Linked DNA regions of Sus scrofa: region 2 is linked to region 1. The links are chromatin contacts, called in public HiChIP or PLAC-seq maps. All regions are on one chromosome and are shown on one strand. The core of a region is the stretch at or near the end of the contact, and the rest is flanking DNA. Distances in the headings are between cores, read along the strand shown.

The links. HiChIP or PLAC-seq counts read pairs in DNA pulled down with a chosen protein or histone mark.
Region 2: a contact with region 1 is called in an H3K27ac HiChIP or PLAC-seq map of alveolar macrophages. The contact joins two enhancer-like sites. A contact is called at or near these places in 1 of 47 Hi-C or Micro-C datasets (epiblast stem cells) and 1 of 2 datasets of contacts at active chromatin or transcription factors (alveolar macrophages).

The regions. Positions count from the first base shown.
Region 1 is chr17:35,809,429-35,815,863 of Sscrofa11.1, reverse strand. TM9SF4 (transmembrane 9 superfamily member 4) reads right to left here. Exons shown (of 18, transcript XM_005672825.3): 12 at 6,273-6,348; 13 at 3,412-3,495; 14 at 1,500-1,675; 15 at 791-854. Among named protein-coding and RNA genes, the nearest start is that of PLAGL2, 44 kb to the left of the region's middle. Within about 2 kb of position 3,308, at least 13 of the 83 cell types and tissues checked have an H3K27ac peak or open chromatin away from gene starts, as enhancers often do. A contact at or near this core is called in alveolar macrophages, where this site is marked.
Region 2 is chr17:36,251,404-36,257,838 of Sscrofa11.1, reverse strand. It overlaps COMMD7 (COMM domain-containing protein 7), which reads left to right. Exons shown (of 7, transcript XM_021077441.1): 7 at 1,362-1,596. The coding sequence ends at 1,391. Among named protein-coding and RNA genes, the nearest start is that of NOL4L, 54 kb to the right of the region's middle. Within about 2 kb of position 3,213, at least 5 of the 83 cell types and tissues checked have an H3K27ac peak or open chromatin away from gene starts, as enhancers often do. A contact at or near this core is called in alveolar macrophages, where this site is marked.

The DNA of each region.
Region 1 (6,435 bases), core at 2,059-4,558:
TCTCCACATGTCAGCCTATGAAAGAGTGGCATTTTACAGTGAAGGAAGTCAAGGCTCAGAGAGGCCAGGGATTGGCCCAGAATAGAAGTGGCCTCCCTGGGCAAGCAGCCAACCTGTCCTCTGATCCTTTACCTAGGCAGGGCTAGGTGGGTGAGAGGGGGGCAGCAGGGAGGGGCTGGACCACTCTAAAGGAGCAAATGCTTGTCCAGCACTGACTTAGTGGAAGGCCCTCTCTCTGCTGGGTAGCTTTAGATGGCTCCGAAGAACCCTTCTGCCAACTTTCATCTTGGCACCTCTGGGAGAGGGGTAATCATTACAGCAGCAGCTACAAAGTAACAAGCATTTTTCCTGAATGCCCAGCGCTGTGCCTTTTATAGACATTCTATCACGTTCCAGCCTCACAATGATCCTGAGAATTGGGCATCATTCCCCGCACTTTGCTAGAAGTTTGGCAAAATGGATAAAGACGTGGAGGGACCCGGAAATCAAGGCAGATGCAAAAATGATATATTAATAATGGTGGTGACCGATTACAATATTACTAGAGCAGCTACTCACTGAGCCCTTCCCACACCAGAACCTGTACACACAGCACATCGCACTTAACCTTCCAAGCTGTCCTGAGAGGCAGGATTGCTACCCTAATTTAGGGCGAAGAATGAGGGCTCTGAGAGGTTAAAAGGCCTGTCTGAGATTTCATAGGCAGAAGAGGCAGAGCACCTAAGCGGGGGATTAGGGACCAGACAGTGTAGGGGACAGTGAGGACTGGGGAGCAGGTAGCAATACTTACACTGAAGATGAAGAAAAGCTCGATGAACATGGCGCCGAAGGGCAGGATCCCTGCCATGAGAATGCTGCAGAGAACGGGAGGGTTAACACTGCTGGGAGACCTGGGCCACGGGATGCTTCGGGCTCCTGCTTGAGCCAGCACAAATGAGAGCACTGTGGTTCTAATTCTTGCAGCATGCCTTTGTACCACTATTGCCTCAGAGGTAGATATCATTTCCCCCATTTTACAGGTGGGGAAACTGAGGTACAGAGAGGTGGGGTGACTTGCTCAAGGTCCAAGGTGGTCTTGCCAGATCCCAGCCACACCTGTGACTTACACCACAGCTCACGGCAACGCTGGATACTTAACCCACCAAGCAGGGTCAGGAATTGACCCTGCATCCTTGCAGATATTAGTCGAGTTCATTACCATTGAGCCATGACGGAAACTGCAAGGTCCAAGGTAGTCTTAACCTGTCTCACTGCACCTTCCCACCCTGCCCCCTTCCCTGGCCAACACCAAGTCTGGCTACAACTTGGTCCTCTTTGTCTTGGAGTGAAGCTAAGCTTTCCCGAAGTTGACTAGAGCCCAACGGGGCTGCAGGAGCACCTGTCCCAGCACCCGTGGGGGGAAGGTACCCTCATCCACGTCTTTCTGAGGAGATGGCTCAGGGGAGTGTTGGCCTTGCCTACTCCTGAAGCCCCCTGCCTGGCCCCTGCTGGAGACTCACCCCACAAATCGGTTCATGTACCACCGCTGCTCGGGGATCTGCCGGGGAATCTGGTTGGTACGCACGGGGTTGTCATATGGCTGCTTCCGGAAGCCGAAGTAGTAGCCCAGGTAGACGAGGGGCAGGGAGATCCCGAACCACATGCACAGCAGGGCCACCATGGTGGGGAAGGGCACCTGTGGGCACAGCACCATGAGGCTCCTCCAGCCCTGAAGCCCAAGTGGGGAGGGGGAGGGGGACCTCCTGGGCCCCAGGGCAGGAGGGACACAGCAGGACCAGACTGGTGGAGAAAGTCCTGCAGACACGCTCCCCACAGGCTACTGGCCAGAGGGACCTGGGGCTGTCCCCTCGGAAAAGCAGAGGGCAGATGGAGGACCAGCTGAGCAGGGCATCCTGCAGGAGCTTGTCACCAGGGAGGATGGGGGGAAAGAACAAGGAAAGAAGGACTGAGAGCACGAAGGGGGAACAAAGGGCCAGAATGAAGGGAAAAAAGAGAACTGCACAAATAGTGTGCTCCCAGTTTTGTTCAGTGAAAACACCACGATCTACACTAAGTGAAAAAAGATATAAAACTGTGTGTACAAGACTCCACTTTAATAAAAACACCCCAATACTTACATATAAATGTGCCTAAAGGCACAAAAAGTTGCACTTTCTCAGACGGGGTAGGGGGATTAGAACTGACTTTTCATTTTGTTCTTTAATCCCAGTTTTACCTTTTTATAAGACTTGTGCAAATGGAATGAATTAACATTTGCAGAGTGCTTAGAACAGTACTTATTCCAAAGTAAGCACTACATAAATGTTTGCTTTTATAATTTAAAAATTATATATCTAAAGCTAGGTAAAAAGTCTGTAAAAACATGCAAAAGATCTACAATAACTCCCCCCCCCCCTTTTTGGTCTTTTTTTAGGGCCGCACCCACAGCACACGGAGGGTCCCAGGCTAGGGGTCAAATGAGAGCTGCAGCCCCTGGCCTACACCACAGCCACTGCGACGCAGGATCCGAGCTATGTCTGCGAGCTACATCACAGCTCACAGCAACGCTGGATCCTTAACCTACTGAGTGAGGCCAAGGATCAAACCCTCGTCCTCATGGATACTAGATGGGTTCGTTTCCACTAGCCACAATGGAAACTCCCAACATTAACTCTTCTGTACCTTCCTTTCCAAAATATCTACAATGACTGTTTATAATGAGCAGTTGGTAATTTGGAGAAAAATGTTGGGAGAGAGAGAAGGGAGACAAGTATAAAAAAGAGGAAGTGGGAGGAAGAATATGTCCCTGTCTTTTCTGAGGGCAGCTCCCTGGATTGCTGGGAAGAACGCAGTCCTTGGGCAGCCTGGACTGGAAACTTCACCCAAGGATCTTCAGCAGGTACTGGCAGGTGGAGGGGAGGTGGCTCTATCTGCTGAGGCTGCGATGGCCAATGCCTGTCCCACCCTGACCGCCACCCTGCTAATCTGACCCCGTCTCCCATCCCCAATTGAGTCTACAATCCTGCGTGATGACTGGAGCTGGCAGGCTCCCCACTCTGAGGATAGACCTCCCATGGGGGCTGTGGCTGAGCTCGGGGCACGCGGGGAGGAGAGCCCTGCTTGGGGATACTGACTAATAAAGTCATACTAGGCAGCTTTCCCTTGGGTGAGACAAAGGGAGATTCCCCACTTGGCCCCTGGACCGTGGAAAGCTCCCTTTAGAGAAGTGAACTTTGGTCAGCTGTTTGAAAGGGCCCACAGGAAGGTCAGGGCAGAAGGACACACAGGGCTGGGGAAACCCCGGCCAGTCCTCACCCCCAGGGCTGGGAACAGACCTCTGGGGACTCAGAAAAGGGAAGGAAATGGCAGGAAGTGACCTGTGGGAGTGGGCCTGAGCTCAGCTGGCCCTCCCTTGCCGGGGAGGGCACTTACCGCTCCTGACGAATGCTTTCCCCAGATGAAGCAATTCAACACGAAGCAGATGCCGAAAACCACGCCAGGGTACAGTGTCGCCGTCTAGGAGGAGAGAGACCAGGCTGGGGAGCTACATCTGTGTAGCACCCACCTGCCCCGTCGAGGCTCCCAGACTGGAGGTTCTCAAGCCCTCCTTGTCTTGCAGGACTCAGCTCAAGGAAAATCCCTTCCACAAAGCATTCCCTGACCTGACTAGGCAAGCCTCCTGCTCTCTGTCCTTTTAACTCCCTGAGCCACCCCCTCCTTGTCCTCACCCGAGTTTGTAATCACAGCTGATGTCACCTGGTCAGTGTCACCTACCCCACAGCTATAAATAAGCTCTTGGGAGGACCATGTTCTGCTTATGACTGTGCTCCCAGCACTTAGAACAGTTGTGCTCAATAAGCATTTGGTGAAGATGACCAAGTAAAACTTTACAAAGCATGAATGCCGGGGCCCCCATCCAAATTGTCTAGCGTGGAGGGTAGGCTTTAACTGGGATTTAGGGGTGGTGGGCGCTGGCCTCCACACACATCATCTCACCTAATCCTGCTGCCCCCCAGATGGGAAGGACTGTCATTATCCCTTTTAAACAAGACACTGAGACCCAGTAATGTTAAATACCCCTACCCCAACTTCACACAGTCTGTTAAGGGGTTCAGAGGTTCCAACCCAGGCATCCTGATTGCAGAGCCCCGCTCCTAACCCCTGCAGTGTATTCCACCCAGTCAAGATCTCTGGGGCTGGGGCGCGGGCATGGGGAGCCAAAGCCCTAGACCTGCAGTTAAGCCTCCTCCACCAATGCGGCTGTCTGAGCATCCAGGACGGTCACTGATCACGATGCCTGAGCCTCCCTGCAATCTGGCTCTTGGCCTTGCGGCCAGCTTTACCTTTGGCCCCAAGCCGCCCACACCCAGTAACTAGCCACTGCTCTACCATGTCCCTGAACCCAGGCCTTATGTAGGTAAAGTCACTGACATCTCAGGTATCTGCCTCCTGGGTGCCAAGGCTGAGCCAGCAGCCTTCCATCCACACGACAACCTGAGAGGTGGGTACAACCAGCTCCCACTGGAGAGATGGGGAAACCAAGGCTCAGAGGGCTGGTCAAGGTTCCAATCAAGGTAACAACAGAGCCAGGAGTGAGATTTAGGAGATTCCAGAACCTCAGGCCTCCCTGATGGCTGCTTCCATCCAACTGAAACCCTCTTCCTCCAAGACCCAGCTCAAATGTCACTTCCCCTCTTCCTATCTTCCTGTTTTACTCTGCTGTGTAGCAGGGAATTCCTCATCTGTCTTCCTTCTTGGCTAAAATTTATGGACTGGGCACTGTGCTAGATACCAGGAAGAACATGAAAAAACTTCAGACCCAGAAATGGAGAACCACAGACACTGGCATTCGTTGTAGATATGAGGCTCTGCCCAGGCTCCTCTGCCAAGGAGGACACTGAAGTCAGAATGGGGGAGGGAGGGAGGGTGTCCCAGGAGCTAAGACTTAAAGAGGCTGGAGGGGAGCAGAGCACTCATACGCCTGCACAGCCGTGGCTGCAGCAGGTGCCTGCCTGTGGAGGGAGGCAGGGCACACCATGGAGGGTTGGAACCCTGCTGGAAACCTGGGGTCCTTGGATAGGCAAGAGGCAAATACGCCTAAACCCAGGCTAGAGTCTTGGGGATGGAGATGGGAGGGAATTCATGCCACTTGAGGTGTGAGGGGAGGCGGAGCACTTGGGAGGAGGCGGAAGGGAGCCACCCAGGTGTCTGCCTTGCAGGCCTGGGTGGGTGATGGTGCCACTGGATGCAGAGAGAGGTCTGGGACAGAGAGAAGAGGTTTGCCTTGGGACTGCAGAGGGAGACCCTAGAAGGTTTCTAGTGGGAGGCCTCCCGGGGGGGAGGGGGGGGCTGGGTTTACAGTTCTGTAGATCCCCCTCTCTAAGCACACAGTGGCCTGGGAAAAGTGCCTGATGAATTCAAGAATTCAGTAAACTTTTTTGATCCTTCCAGAACAATCACCGTCATAGCTCTTCTATACTGAGGGCGTTTAAGTCAGAACGGGGGAGGGAAGGAGGGTGTCCCTGATGCTAAGACTTACTAAGTGCCAGGATATCAGCCAGAGCAGGGATATGCTGAGCTCCCCTGGGCCTTCAGTAGCCAGGAGGACGGTTTCAGAAGGCCAGGTTTAGAGGCTTCTCTGATTTGGTACCAGGGGTTACCCTGGTCCTCTAAGGGCTCACTTGCTCTGGGAGAAGGGGTTCGGGGCTCCCGGAAGACAGGGTCAACTCCCAGGTGGCCTCTGGCTCCTATGGTCCTTTCTGCTGCCAAGAACTCTCCTCGTCACCAGGAGGACAGAGAACCCCAGGAGCTGACCTTACTGAAGAGGAATGGACGCACCAAAGTCTGGAAAACAGGCTGACAGGGACATGGGGCCTGGCCTGTCCCGGTGCTGGCAGGTAACTCTCTCTTTATACCACTGGGCAGGGTGTTCTCCCAGCAGCCCTGCTGTTAGGTTTTGACTTTAAACTTTGACACCTGGGCTTGGTGCCTAAATCCTACTATTCTGAATCCCCTATTTCTTCTTGTACTTGAGCCATGGGACAATGTAGGCTAAACCCACCTAAGTTCAATTCCTTTTTTGCACAGATGCGGCAACTAAGGCCTTGAGGGGTCAGTGCCTGTGGGTAAGAGCCCAGTGCTTCCAGCCCTTGCGTGTGTTCCTGCCCCCCACCAGGCTGCTACTCAGCCTCTGACCCAAACCCCCACCAGCACCTGCCCACACTGCTCCTGAGGAGCCCAGAAGGAAGCTTCTCGGTTCCCACCAACACCGGGAGGAGGTACAGGACACTTACACAGAAGGCTCCTTTCTTCCACCGATGGCCTTTTAGAGTGCGGTACAGACGGCCGGCGGAAAATCCACCAAACACCCTGTGGGGAAACGGCAGGGATCCACACCAAGGAGACCTGTTAGTGAGGCGCAGGTGATTTGTGCCAGCCCCGGGGCCCGCTCAGACA
Region 2 (6,435 bases), core at 1,964-4,463, 440 kb before region 1:
CTCCTCCGGTGCACTTGTTATGCTGCTCTTCTCACTGTCCAGTGGGTGCTCCCTATGGCAGGCAGGAGGAAAGGTGTGGCCAGGTGGGCATGTCAGGGCCCAGGTGGGGCCTTCCTTCCATGAAGCTGTGCAGGCAAAACAGATGAGCAGCTTTCCCAGGAGCGGGGGCTGGGTGGAGCCCCTGTCCCCCGCATCCATCCTCCCCCAGCCCACAGCCACACTGCTGACCTGGCTTAGTAGTGAGAGGGGCCTGGGGATTGAGGTACAGAACAGTCTGGGAGCATCTGGCAGTGATCTCAGCCAGGTTGCCCAGAACAACACGGGGTGGGGAGGGGGAATGCCGGAACTGAGGAGGCAAAACCAGGCTCGGGTTGGAATCCCAGCTCGCCTGTGCCCCTGGTCATATTACCTCACCGCCTCGAGCCTTGGTTTCCTTGTCTGCAAAACAGGGTTATTATCAGAATTGAGATTTCATCATCATAATGGTAGAGCTGCTTACACAATGCACGGTATGCAGTTGGTGCTCAATAAATGTCACTCTCCTCCACTGACTAGCTGATTAAACTCATTTTCCAAACCCCACAGCCTGGAGACGAGTTTTGGCACTTGTCCTGTGTTCACGCGGCTGTCGGGGATGTACTTTGGTTGCCAAATGTTAGAATTGCTGAAACACTTACAGGGAGGTGGGGGAGACTGTTTGAAAGTGGCACCGTCCCTTACTGATGGGACCCGGCGTCACAGGGCCTCCTCTGCAAGTGCCAGGAGACGACCGACAGATCCTCAGCACCGCCCCCCCACCCCCTGCCGCCTGAGGCTGGGCTGGCTCAGCCCACAACTACTTCTTTTTGGCAACTCCTTTTCTAGAAGGCTCCCAGAAGACACCGCCTACTGTCCTGACAGTGTTCTGGGCGTTCCGTCTGGTCTGGAGCCGGAGGTGGCTGCAGGGGGTGGAAGGGAGCTGGGCCAGTCCTGGGGGCGTCGGTCCAGGCGGGGGTGGGGTGCGGGTATGTGGTGTTCCGGCCTGGTCCTCTCTGCCCCCTGCCCCTGGGCTGAGGGAAACTGGCAGGGGTCTAGTGCTTTCCCGTGGGCGGGTGTGAAAGTGTTGGAAAAACTGGAAGGGGCTTCTCCTGTGCGGGCATAATGAGCTTTAAAAACCCTTCTGTCTTTTCTGTGAGGCAGAAACGACAAGCTAGAAATGACCTTGATCACCAGCGATGTTCTGGGAGGATTTTAAAATGATAATGGGGCACACAAGGGTGTTCCTGGTCAAATATGTTTGGGAAATGCCACCTGAAACATAATCAAATAAAGTTGGGAAACACCGACTTCAACATCCGACGACACGGTTTCTTCTCTGCAAGGTTTCTCAGCGCCTTTCAGGTGCATCGTGAGATTCTGAGAGGCCGCGGCTTTGTCTACACAGCAGCTAGGCCTCTCTGACAACGGTGTCCTTTCAGCTGTCCTGGACCATCTCATGAGCTCAGAGGGCTATGGAAGCCACTTTGGGAAATGCCACCATAGTCAAAACCTCCCCCTCCACCACGCAACTGGAGGAATCTTGGGACATAGGGTCCAAATAAAAGGATTTGGAAGATGCTCTAGCCTTTGTTTTGTTTATTTCTTTATTTACTTATTTATTCACTTATTTATTTATTTGTCTTTTTGGCCACTCCAAGGCATATAGATAGAGTTCCCAGAACCAGGAATCGAATCCAAGCCAGAGCCGTGACCTACACCATAGCTGTAGCAATGCTGAATCCTTAACCCCCTGCGCCAGGCCAGGGATCAAACCCACATCCCTGCAGCTGCAGAGCCACTGTCGATCCCACTGCACTACAGCAGGAACTCCTCTAGCCTTTATTTTAATTTTCAGATGTTTAAATTTTTGTCTTTTTTAGGGCCGCACCTGTGGCGTATGTAAGTTCCTGGGCTAAGGGTCGACTCAGAGCTGCAGCTGCAAATCTGTGCCACAGCCACCGCAACAGTGGATCTGAGCTGCATCCATGACCCACACCGCAGTTTGCGGCAACGCCAGATCCTTAACCTACTGAGCGAGGCCAGGGATTGAACTTGCATCCTTATGTATATTAGTCGGGTTCTTAACCCTCTGAGCCACAACAGAAGCTTCCCTCACCTTTATTTTGAAGCTAAGACTTGGAGTTCTCTTATGGCACAGTGGGCTATGGATCTGGTGTTTTCGCTGTAGTGGCATGGGTTCAATCCCTGGCCAGGGGACTTCCACATGCTGTGGGTGTGGCCAAAAATTTTTTAAAAAGCTAAGACTTTAATCCTTATTTTCCCTGTCTTAACACATTTAATCTTGACAACCACTTTATAAAGTAAGCGCTGTCATCAGCTCCATTTTCCAAAGGGTAAACCAAGGCACAGAGAGACAAGTCCTAGCCCAAGGTTCATATCTAGTAAGTGGTGCTGCTGGGATTTGAACCCAGGTTGCTGAGTGAAGGGCTACTGTCATGGCCACTGCACGGTCCACCTTCGCTCTGGGGTCTCCGGAAGCTGCCCACTCAGCAGCCGTGCACTGAAGCTCCTGTCTGAGGGCGAAGCTTCTTGCAAGTGGCTGGTCTCAGGAGCTCTCAGGGGAGCCTGTGGCTTCTATTTCCCAGATGGCCAGGGTGGCCTTCTTCTAGCTCTGAGTCGGGCCCGGGGATGTGCCGTGGGTGCCCTACTGCCCCCAGCTGCGCCGCCAGCAGCCTGGCCCCACCGGAGGCCACGTTAAGACCATGTTATGCTCTCATTTCATCTCACCCTGTTTAGCACCATCCGTAGAGAGCGCCCCGGAGGGGAACCCAGGCTCAGAGAGGGGAAGTAACTTGCCCAGACACACAACCAGGAGACAGTGAGCCTGGGGTTGGAGCCAGGTCATTGGACTCCAGAGCTAGATGTTCAAGACACGAGTTCCCTTGGTAACAAAACAGTGGGCTCCCATGGCCAGGGCAGCGGAGCCACCGTGGGCCACACCCCATCAGGCCCCACTCTCCTCTGCCCAGCGGCCACGCCTGCAGACCCATTCAGCCCCCACGCTGGACAGATATGATCTCGGGTTCCCTGATAATCTCCCTGGGCCTCCCCTTCCCAGCCGCACATGGCCCAACAGTCAGTAGCCTAAAAACAGGCAGATAGGTCACCAGCACTGAGCGCCTCCGTGAGAAGCAGTTGCCATGGTGGCCGCTTGGCCGCGTGGAGCTTTATCTCCACCTCCTGGAGCAGGGCCCCTGGAGCTTCCTCCTTCTGGGGTGCAGACTTTTCACTCTGAGTGGTTTGTTTCTTCCCCTTTAGCTCACTGGTTCCTGGAGATAGAGTTGTTCATCTGTCTGTCCATCTGCGGACTGGGCACCTCTTGTGGGCTGGGCCCCCGCCAGGCTCACTTCTGCAGGCAGCTTGCTGGCCCTCACCTGCCCCAAGGGTGGCCAGGACCTCAGGTGCTTCCAGATCACCTTGGAAGCAAGGGTGCACGCCTGCGAGTGCAGGATCTGTTGGTAGAACAGGACCTGGGTTCAAATCCTACTGCCAATAATTTAATAATAAAGACACAACCCAATTTTTTTTTCTTGTCTGTGCCCTTGGCACAAAGATGTTTCTGGGCCAGGGACTGAAGCCACAGCACAGCAGCAGCCCAAGCGCTGCAGTGACAACGCCAGATCCTTAACCCGCTGCACCACAAGAGAACGCCACGTCTCATTTTTCTTTCTTTCTTTTTTTTTTTTAGGGCCACACCTGTGGCATATGGAAGTTCCCAGGCTAGGGATCAAATCAAAGCTGCAGCTGCCAGCCTATACCACAGCCACAGCAATGCCAGACCCGAGCTGGATCTGCAACCTGTGCGGCAGCTTTCGGCAGTGCCAGATCCTTAACTCACTGAGTGAGGCCAACATCCTCGTGGATACTAGTCGAGTTCTTAACTCCCTGAGTCACAACGGAAATTCCCACGCCCCCCCCCCCCACTTTTTTTTAATGGGCAAAGGACATAGACTTTCTGCAAGGAAGATAAATGGCCAACAAGCAGATGAAAGACGCTTCATGAACATCACCAGCCATCAGGGACAGGCACGTGCAACCCAAACCACACGAGCGACCTTGTCACACCCGCTACGGTGGCTAGAATCCGAAAGACAGAGAATAACACAGGTTGGTGAGAATGTGGAGACACCATGCCCTTCTCTGCCGTTGGCGGGAATGTTAGCGGTGCAGTCATGTTAGAAAAACGCCTGGCAGTTCCTCCAAAGGTTAAACAGAATTACCCCATGACCCGGCAATCCCACTCCCAGCTCTCTACCCCAGAGAAGTGAAACGGTGTGTCCACACCCAAAACTTACACAAACATCACTAGCATTATTTGTAATAGCCAAAAGGTAGAAAGAGCCTAAGTGCTTTTCGACTGAGGAACTAATAAACATAAGATGGAATATGACTTGACCGTGAAAAGGAATGACATAATGAGACACGCTACAGCGCGGATGAGCCTTGAAGATACACTGAGTGAAAGAAGCCGGTCATGATGACCACATAGTGCGTGGATGCATTTGTGTGAATTGTCTAGAACAGGCAAGTCTAGGGAGGGGGTTGGAGGAAGTCGGGGGGTGGGGGTCCCTGCTGATGGGTAGGGTTTGAGGGGAAGGGATGATGACACTATTAGAACACAGTGGTGATGGTTGCACGACTCTGTGATGATGCTAAGAGCCATTGAGTTGGGCACTAAATGAGTAAACTGTATGCTATTGTGAATTGTATCTCCATAAAGCTGCTGTAAAAAATTGGGAAATACACATAAGCCTAAGAAAAAAGAAAAAAAAAAAGTTAAGGTCCATAATCCTATCACCTAGAGACAACCACTGTTATGTTTTAATGATACTCTCCCAAATTATACTCTGTTGCCCTATGTGCTGCTTTTTCATTTAATAATACATTGTAAACATCTTTCCATGTCAATAAATATACTTCTACAGAAAAACAAATCCTACTTCCACCACTCACTGGCTGTGCGCCGGAGCCCTGGTCTCTCCACCTGCAAGGTGGGGTAACCACAGGACCCCCCACGGAGCAAGCTGTGAGGAAGAAGGCAGGCGACCGGGTACCCCCAGCCCAGGAAGACACTCTGGCAACAGAGGCTTTGTTATGTGATTACGCTCGTGCCAGCCAGGAGTGCTCCAACCAGGGGCAGCTCATTTCTGTATGTTCTGTATGTTTCAAACACACCAAGATTCAAAACATCCATAGTTCAGGGCCAGACCCTGGGAGAGTCCTGGAGGTGGTTGTGACCCTCGATGGAAAAAAAACCCACTCGTCAGAGCACCTACTGTGTGCCTGGCCCTGGCTCAAGGTATCTCCTTTCATCCTTGTGATGGGTGTTATCCACCCCTTATGTCGGAAGGGGAAACCGAGGCCTGGGGAGGTGCAGTCACTTGACCTTTTCAAACAGCTGCAGGTGGAGTGCATTTCCAGGTTAGCCGGTTGAAAGAGGATTCTTGCTTCTTCTTTTAAAGCGATGTCTTTAAAAAAGCTTGAGTTCTATCCAAATGGGGGATTGTGTTCTTATTCCCAAACGAGGAAGTGGCCGCTCCAAGATTTAAATCACGAGGATGTGCTGGTGTGGTGTGAGTCCAGGCTCGGGCTGTGGGGACGCAGTGGGACCTTGAGTATGTGTCTGCTGGAATGGCAGCCTGGCAGGGTGGGAGCCAGGGTGGGCAGGGTTCCACGTCTGGGTAGGGGTTAGGGGCCAGGCCCGGGAGACAGACAGTTGAGGTTGGAATCCCCCATCTGCTGGGGACTTGGGCAGCTTCCTCACAGTGTGAGCTCGCGTCCCCTGTCTCTATTAGGTGGGTGTAAGAATTAACTCAGTTTAGAGTTCTCTTTGTGTCTCAGTGAGTTGAGGACCCACCATTGTCTCTGTCAGGATTTGGGTTCAATCCCTGGCCGTGCTCAGTGGATTAAGGATTGGCATTGCTGTGAGCTGTGGTGTAGGTCACAGACGTGGCCCGGATCCCATGTTGCTGTGGCTGTGGCATAGGCCTCAGCTGCAGCTCCTACTCGACCCCCAGCCTGGGAACCACCATATGCCACAGGTGTGGCCGTAAAAAGCAAAAAAAATGAATTAGATAAGTTAGAGCACCTTGTGTCACTTGGCCGCCTCCTGATGCAGAATAAGCTTTGGCACCACCGGGTGGGTTGGGTGGAGGGTGCGGGGAGCCCAGGAGGAGGGGCCAGGAGAGGGGCCACTGCTCAGCTCAGCCTTTTCACACTGCTCTCCAGGTCCAGCCGAGGGTGGCCAGCCCACATGAAGGGTCAGAGACAGTCACCCACAGTTTCCATGTCCATTTCCCAGGACAGGAGAGGAAGGGGGGACACCTCTACCGAGAAGCCTGCCCCACTCTCCCCAGCCAGGCCCGGTCCCCCTAGTCCTCCCAGGTGCCGCTGCTC